Regions from separate parts of the Sus scrofa genome. Here region 1 is linked to region 2. The links are chromatin contacts, called in public promoter capture Hi-C maps. All regions are on one chromosome and are shown on one strand. Each heading gives the region's core, a stretch centred on a gene start, on an enhancer-like site or on the middle of the called end of the contact. The rest is flanking DNA. Distances are from core to core; before and after follow the strand shown.

Evidence for each region. Promoter capture Hi-C pulls out the DNA fragments that hold promoters and counts their contacts.
Region 1: a promoter capture Hi-C map of fetal liver shows a contact between it and region 2, with 2.1 times the contacts expected there. The contact joins two enhancer-like sites. A contact is called at or near these places in 1 of 5 promoter capture datasets (fetal liver), 1 of 47 Hi-C or Micro-C datasets (embryonic fibroblasts) and 1 of 2 datasets of contacts at active chromatin or transcription factors (skeletal muscle).

Annotation. Positions count from the first base shown.
Region 1 is chr7:2,055,970-2,059,748 of Sscrofa11.1, forward strand. The region is part of intron 3 of SLC22A23 (solute carrier family 22 member 23); the gene reads right to left. Among named protein-coding and RNA genes, the nearest start is that of SLC22A23, 74 kb to the right of the region's middle. Within about 2 kb of position 1,467, at least 48 of the 83 cell types and tissues checked have an H3K27ac peak or open chromatin away from gene starts, as enhancers often do. A contact at or near this core is called in fetal liver, where this site is marked.
Region 2 is chr7:1,999,293-2,003,601 of Sscrofa11.1, forward strand. All of the region lies in intron 10 of SLC22A23 (solute carrier family 22 member 23), which reads right to left. Among named protein-coding and RNA genes, the nearest start is that of PSMG4, 21 kb to the left of the region's middle. Within about 2 kb of position 1,514, at least 1 of the 83 cell types and tissues checked has an H3K27ac peak or open chromatin away from gene starts, as enhancers often do. A contact at or near this core is called in fetal liver, where this site is marked.

The DNA of each region.
Region 1 (3,779 bases), core at 217-2,716, 57 kb after region 2:
GAGTGACAGGGGTTCAGGGATGGGGCAGGGGGAGCGGTGCTGCTGGCCGGGAGGGCTGGACATTCTAACAACGCTTGGCGGCTGAGCCTGCAGGTGGGGGTGAAGATGGGTAACCCTAGTTCCCACGATCACGAGAAACCAGGCACACGCACTCCTGGGGAGCGGCCTGCGGGCGCCCAGAACATCCAGGAGGAACCGGTCAGCTGCCCAACAGCTGACGGGGCTGGATCGCCAAGCAGGGCCTCCAATCCAGCCAGACCGGGCCTGGCGTCAGCAGCGCCTGCCCAGCAAGGGAATCCACGGAGACGAGGACCTGGCAGTCGCCCACTTCCTCGTCCGCTTCCGAAAACACAGGCGCCACGCACGGCCCTGCAGCCGCGCCTCCGCGGCACTGGCCAGGCTTCAGCAGCAGCGGCGGAGGGTGTATTTCAGAACCGAACCCGCGGCCAGGACCCCCTCCCCTCCACGTAGGACACTGCTTCCCGGGTCTGGAGCTTTGCTGTAACCGTGTTTTCTTGTCCTCGCCGGCCCAGCGGTGAGCCCAGCCCGGCTTGGCCGCCTGGGGTGTGACGGCAGCAGCCATCACAGTCGGGGCCGGTGACACCCGGGCCCTTCAGAGCCCTTCCAGACGCACTGCCCCGTAAGCCCTCGCGGATCCTGTAATTAAGGACACTGGGCCTTGTGCCCATTTCTAAGATGGGAAAAAGGCACCTTCAAGGCTTTTGGTCATTGACGCGAGGACATGCACAGGCCCAGGCTTTTTGCTTCCCAGCCCCGTGGTCGGCCTGGGGCTGCAGCAGCCCGAACACACCGTCTTCAAGCAGTCACCCCAGCCGCACTGCCTGGGGAGGACACAACCAAAAGGCACACAAAGCCAGAGGCGGGCGAGCGCTGCAGGCCACATCACACGCCCCGAGTCCCTAAGGTCCAGCGGCATTTAGGGGCCGGGGAATATTTATCATTGTTTACACCAAACAAACCCTCCCTCGCCTTAAGCAAAGGCCAAAAGCCCAGTAACCCCCCCCCAGTGCAAACACCAGCTGGAGGACTTGCTCCGGCCTCCTCAGGAAGTCTGCGCTAATAATTATCCAGACAGCACTCTGAGGTCAAGGCAGGCTGGGCGCCCGGGGTGGCACAGGACCGTCCCCCAACCAAGCCACATGAGGAAGGGGACTCGGGCTCAGATGGGTCGTCTTCCCTGCTCCCACGCCCTGCCCTGGCCACAGATCTTAACCGCTTCAAAGACTGAACTCCACAGGCCGGGCTGGCTTCCTCTAAATATCCAAAAGACATCTAAATGCGTGTGCCATACACACAAATCCAGGCTCACCCTTTCTGGTTCCCAGATTAAAAGCAGCTTGAGTCTAGGAACTGTGCTCTTACTCAAAGTCACATGTCCGACTCTTGACCCGGAGAAGACACTGAATAACGATGAGTCACAGAAAACAGAAGGACAGCTGTGCAAAATACACGCACCCTGTCTGCCCACTCAGCAGGGCTCATGCAGAAACGCTACACTAGGAGAAGCCAGGACGAGGGAGCGGCCTGCGGGCCTCGGGGGGCCGACCGTCTGAGGCAGGAGGCACGGGACTAGCTGCCCAGACAAGTGGTGTGCGGAGGCGGGAGGGAGCCCTGGGGAGGGCTCCGCAGGGGAAGCAGCGCTGAAGCTGGGCCCGGGGGCACGTCGGTCTCGCTGTCCTGCCTTGTGGGTGGCAGGAGGGGAAGGGCTGGGAGGGGGCCTGGCAGAGCAGCTCACTCCCGGAAAGAGAGCCGTGCGGGAGAGGCCAGAGTTGGCTTGTTATCAGGATCCAAAGTCCCTGGGAGGGCCTGTTTCAGCCACAGTGACAAGGCCAGGAGCCACAGCTGCGTGAGGAGAGGGCCACAGGGAGGAGCCACGCGGCTCGGGTGGCCCTGCTCTCCGCCCCCCTGGCGCCTCTGAAGCAGGGCTCCACCATCTGCCAGTTCCACACCCCGTTTGCTGCCCCCACCCATGTGTCTCTGTCATTCAGGACGACAGGAGGCCAGGAAGTCCCGTCACACAACTGCCAAGAGGGAAACTAACTTGGTGTCACAGAGACGGGTCAGAGACCAGACAGGCCACAACCGGACTCCCAGGGCGTTTCAACTGAGAGCGGGATGGGCACAGAGAAGGGGGGTTAGGGACACACGCACTGAGACCCGTCTCGCGCCGGGACGCCCCGGGATGCACGCCTCGAGGAGGACTCGCCACCACCGGGCAGACGCGGAGGCTGCTGAGCCCGCCGCCTGGTGCTGGCACCTCCAACCCTCCTCACCCAGTGGGTCCCGCGGGCATGAACAGCCACCCGAGGGCAAGTTTCAAACAAACGGACACCAAGGAGGCCGGACGGAGCCGACAGGCGGGATGCAGACGCTCGCCGCCCCCAGGAACACGCTCGTCCAGACTCCGTGAGACCCCGTCACAGCCCCGAGGACGGCACGGACGCGGAGAGGGGAGCCCGGCTCTGCTCGTGGGGACGGAACACGCGCATGTGCGGGGACAACGGGACGGAGGGTCCTCAAAAAGCTCAAGACACAGAACTACCGTATGACCCCGCAATCCCGCTTCTGGGTATGGACCCCGAATCACCGAAAGCGGAGACTGAGAAGGGGTGTCTGTACCCCCGTGCGCACAGCAGCGTATGCGTCATAGCAGCCAAAGGGGGGACGTGATCCGAATTCCCTCTGAGGGTGGATGGAGAAACAAAACATGGTCTGCCGGGCGACGGGACACGGCTCAACCTTGAAAAGACGGGAAATCCTGACACGTGTCCCAACACGGATGGACCTGGAGGACGTGACGCCGGTCATACGAGGACAGGGCCTGCAGGATTCCACCCACATGAGGCCCCTAAAGTCACCGCATTCACAGAGCCAGGAAGTGGAGGGTGGGGCTCGGGGGTTCGAACGACGGGGAGGGGGACGGGGAATCAGAGTTTAACGGGACGGCGTTTGGGTTCTGCAAGAGGCACACGTTCCGGAGACAGACAGACGGTGGTACCACAATGTGACCCACTCAATGCTACTGGATTGCACACTTTAAAATAGCTAAAATGGTAAATTTCACAGTATCTTTTACCACAATAAAAAAATCCCCTTCTGAAAAAGAAAAAAAACAAAATGGAAAGTGGGCATGTCTGCCTTTGGAGCGCCTCCCCGCCCTGTGCCCACCCCACCCGGTCCACTCCTTCAAGGGAGTCAGATAAACTTGGTCACCATGAGGTGGAAATGATTCCGGAGGCTTGCTGTGTGGCCGCCAGGGCAAGGATCCTGTGTGGCTTAAAATAGAGAACTGTGCCCTGATGGTCAGATGTCAGGCACCAGCTCAGCTGCAGCGGGGGGCGGGGGGGGGGGCGTCACTTCTACCTCCCGAGGTCGGCCCTGACCGTCTCGCTCTGCGCAGCCACCTCCATGTCTCCTAGTCCCACGTCAACTGCCACCCAGGCCTAGACGCCATCCCAGGTCCTTGGGAACTGAGCTGAGCCCTCTGTGAGGACACAGGACAGAGGCGCAGGGGGTGTCCTCTCACCGGGGCCACAGGCTTCCCTGGGACAGAGGGAGAGGGTGCTGAGAGCCAGGCGTGGGCGGACACGGAGGGAGGGGCCGGGGGCCCTCCGTCCAGGCCACAGACGGCACCCAGGCCGGCACCTCCGTGGCTCACGGCTTTCCCGGGTACACGCATCTTGCACTTGCCTCACGTGGAACTCATCAAGTGACGTCAGCCGGAACCAGCGTGAGTTAGATCAGGGCTTCCCTCCCAA
Region 2 (4,309 bases), core at 264-2,763:
CAGCCTTCCTGCGACTAAGTGGGTGGCGCTGACGAGCACGACAGGCTGCCTTACTCGGTGCACAGGGATGGGCCCGGCCCACCAGGGAGGCCACACAGGAGGAGCAGGCCTCCCTCAGGCCCAGGTGACCTGTCACGAGTGGATGCCTTAGGCTAGCGCGGCCCGTCAGAGGAGGTGACCTGGGTCTCGTTCACGGCGGGATTCGATGGCTTGTTTTGAAGAAGCACCCGCACACGTGTGTGTATGAAAAACGCTGTATGTGGACACAAGCCTGTGGGGTAGGCACGTACTTTTATGTCTCCACGGATGCCATCCCGAGCTGCAGCAGTGACAACGCCAGGTTCTGAACCTGCTGAGCCACAAGAGAACTCCCCTGCTTGGTGTTAAGGCGCTGACCTCTTTCTCTCCCTGCAGATGCGGGCAGGTACACTAGCTGCTTTCCTCCAGGCGGTCACCAGAGGGCAGCAGAGCCCACGTTTAAATAGGCGAGCGGGCCAGGTGGCCCGGGGGCTTTAGGAGTAACGTTACCTGAATGACTTCGGGGATAGAAAGATAGGTATTCAGTTCTAAGGACCCCTGAGAAGGCGCAAGCTTCAATTAAGAATTCCAGACTCGTCCGGTCATCCTTTTAAACACGCGAACATCTGCATCTTGAACACAGACGACGAACCTCCCGTTTTTCACCTCCTACTTCATCTTGCTTAATCTGTCTTTACTCCCATTCTGTGAAGTCGAGGATTAGCAAATTTCTGCCAGTTTTCACAGAAAGAAATGTCACTGCCAAAAATACTCAGGTAGGAATAACTAATTATACTGTCACTTAGTGGGACACACACTCTGACACCCCCCGCCCCCCCCCACCGCCTGTGACAAGGCCCTCGTGACTGGTCTCATTCTGGGCCAGAGATGAGCCCGGCTGAAGGACGTGCCTGAGGCCGCGCAAGACCGCAGGCTCCCCTTGCATTAAAGGCCGGAGTCTTAGGCGCTGGGACATGTCCTGCCCACTTTGGCTGTCCCGGGTCCTGTTTGTCCCCATGCTGCTGTCTCACGGTGAGGACTGGGCCTCGGGCCACTCAGGAGATGCTGTTATAAACACACACACTCATATGTATATTACTTTTTAGGGCTGCACGTGCAGCATGTGGAGGTTGCTGGGCTAGAGGCTGAATCAGAGCCACAGCTGCTGGCCTACACCACAGCCACAGCAATGCGGGATCCCAGCCACTTCTGTGACCTATACCACCGCTCACTGCAATCCTGGATCCTTAACCCACTGAGCGAGACCAGGGATCGAACCCGCGTCCTCATGGATACCAGTTGCGTTTGTTTCCACTGTGCCACGATGGGAGTTCCCTCTATACATCTCTTTTGAGACATAAGTTTTGAAAGGAGTTAAACAATTCCACAGGTCACATTACACCCAAGCTGCCTCCGTCCCTGCTGCCTGTTCCTGAGGCAGGTTTAGAGCAGTGACAGCAAGCGGGTTCCATCCGGGGTGGCAACAGGGAGTGGTCAGAGGACGGTCCCAGAGAAGACAGGTTCCTGGAAAGGAGATTCTAGGAGGAGGAGTTGGGGTGCCCAGGGGAGGGAAGGGCTGGGATGGAGAAGGGGTGACAGCCAGGCCTCAGCACAAAGGAGACAAAAGCAAAAACAAGCAGATGGGACCTAAGTAAACTTAAAAGCTTTTGCACAGCAAAGGAAACCAGAGACAAAACAAAAAGACAAGCTACGGACTGGGAGAATGCATCTGCCAATGAGGTGACTGATAAGGGCTAATATCTAACATATACATGCACACACAGCTCAACATAAAGAAAGATTAAAACATTGGCAGGAGAACGGAACAGGCATTTTTTCCAGACACGAAATGCAAACGGCCAACAGGAAAAGATGCTCATTCTCGCCCATCCTCAGGGAAATGCAAATCCAACCCCAGTGAGGTACCACCTCACGCCGGTCAGAATGGCCATCACTGTTAAGTCTACAAATAACAAGAGCTGGAGAGGGTGTGGAGAAAAGGCCCCCCCCCCACACAGTTGGTGGGGATGTGAACTGGTACACCCACTGTGAGAGCAGCATGAGAGTCAAGACACAAACTAGACTCGCCATGTGACCCAGCAAACTCCACTCCCGGGTATACATCTGAAAAACACGAAAGCGAATTTGAAAAGATACACGCAGCCCAAGTCTCACAGCATGATTTACAGTAGCCAAGATGTGGAACCACCCACGTGTCCCTCAACAGATGAGAGGTTAAAGAAGATGTGGTACATAGATACAATGGAATACTATGCAGCCATAAAAAAGAATGAAATGAGGCCATCTGCAGCAGCATGGAAGTACTGGGAAGGGTGCTAAGTGAAACAAGCCAGACAAAGACAGATACTCTTTGTATCTGTGTGCTGTTGATACGTGGAATCTAAAGCAGACCAGTGAAGAGAACAGCAAAGGAGCAGACTCAGAGGACAGAGTAGCGGTGACCTGTGGGGAGGGCAAGACAGATGCAGGGGACGAAGAGGCGCAGACTCGTGGGTATAAAACGCGCTAAAGGATGTACGTCATGCGGATGCAGCCACGGCTTTAGAATAACTGCAGATTATACAGTAAAATCTTCTAAAAATTGTGAATCACTATGTTGGGCACCTGAAACTTACATTGTGTACCAATGACACCTAAACAAAGAAAAAAGCCCTACAGCCAGGCCCAGAGTCGCCTGTCTGTCACCAGCACCTGCCTGCTCACTTTGTGAGGGACAGAAAGCATTCAGGCCTCAGGGGATCTGCCCGCAGCTCCCCGGTGACACTGGGCCGCACACCAGGTCCACCAGCTGCCTCCGCATTGGCCAGGATCCACATTTCTGCCTAAGCCAAAGCGGGGCCTGGAGGGCCACCGGCTCCTGAGGCTACAGGTGTGAATGTGAGAAGCACCTGCTGGACCCAGAGGCCACCAGCAGGGCGGCCCCTCAGGGAAGAGCGGTCATCCTCGGACAGCCGATGGCCTTTGTGCAAAGGTTCTTATCCCCTGGTAGCTTTGCGTTAGGCCTTAACCTCTGCTACTGTTCTTGTTCAGGAGGTGTGTTTTTAACACAGGTTGTAGAAAAGGGCTAATTTTATACTAGGAAACGAGAGCTCGCAGGTCCAAGCTTCTCCTGGTTCATCGTGAGAAGCGGGGGGAGGGCGGGAAGGCCATCTCCGCCCCAGTGGCTCTGGGGGACGGTCCCTGAGTGGACGTGCAGGAAAGAGGGCGGGCGAGGAGGGTGTCCAGCCAGGGTATGGGGGGGGGGCGACCTTCTGGCAACATCAGGAGGTCATCTGTCCCCACGGGGACCCTGACATCTTCCTCTGCAACTACAGGCATCGCCGAGGGTCAGGTGTTTCCTAGTGTGTCATCCTGGCTGCTGGACCTGTTACATTTCTGTCCCCAGGAGAATCTTCCCAGGTCTACACTGGCGAGGAAAAGGGCGCCTCGCTTCCCTGAGTTTCGCTCCCTAAGCCAAGTCTGGTGATGACGAATGAGGTTAGCTCAGGGGCCGCCTCCCCAAGAGACAGGACCACACAGAGGTCTGACCTTGACCGCTGCTCTCCTGAAGGGCTCCTCCTTGCTGGGCTCCTCTGTAAAGGAGAGTATTTAACTGGGCAAAGGAAGACGGGGCTGCCGGCTGCCTGGGCCCTCAGCAGCGTCCAGGCTCCCGCCTCACAACCGGGTTAAGCAGCGGGTTGAACCAGACTGCATCACTCGCATGTCATTGCTTTGTGCTTAAATACACAATTCCCTGGCGTTTGTTCCAGGGGTACGGGCAGCCTTTGGGCGTGGCTGTGCTGTAAGAATCCTGGAGGAGGAATCAAAGTGCGGTCACGTGACTTGTACTGGGGTGGGGGGGAAGGGCTGGACGGGGCACTTGGGGTGGGCACACAGGATGGAGCAGCAAGGTCCTACCTACAGCCCAGGAACTGTGCTCAGTGTCTTATAATAAAGCATCACGGGAACAGAAGAAGGATGTACGCACACCTGAGTCACGGAGCCGCCCAGCAGAAGTTAACACAGCGCCGTTGTCGCTGCGCTTCGGTAGAAGTTTCTAAGAAAGGAGGCCCCCGAAGTCTCCTGTCGCTTGCCTCCCACCCGCGCCTGCCTTGGCTCAGAGCCCTTCTGGCGCCGAGGGGCCGAGATCATCCACCTTGGGTGACCTGCCTGGAGCTGCACTGGCCGCCCCTTGTCCCCGGGGGGAGGCCAGGCTGGCAGGGTGTCCCCGGCCGGCTTCGGGGCTGCGAGGTTGCCACCCCAACAACTGTGCTGTCACACAGCGGGTGTG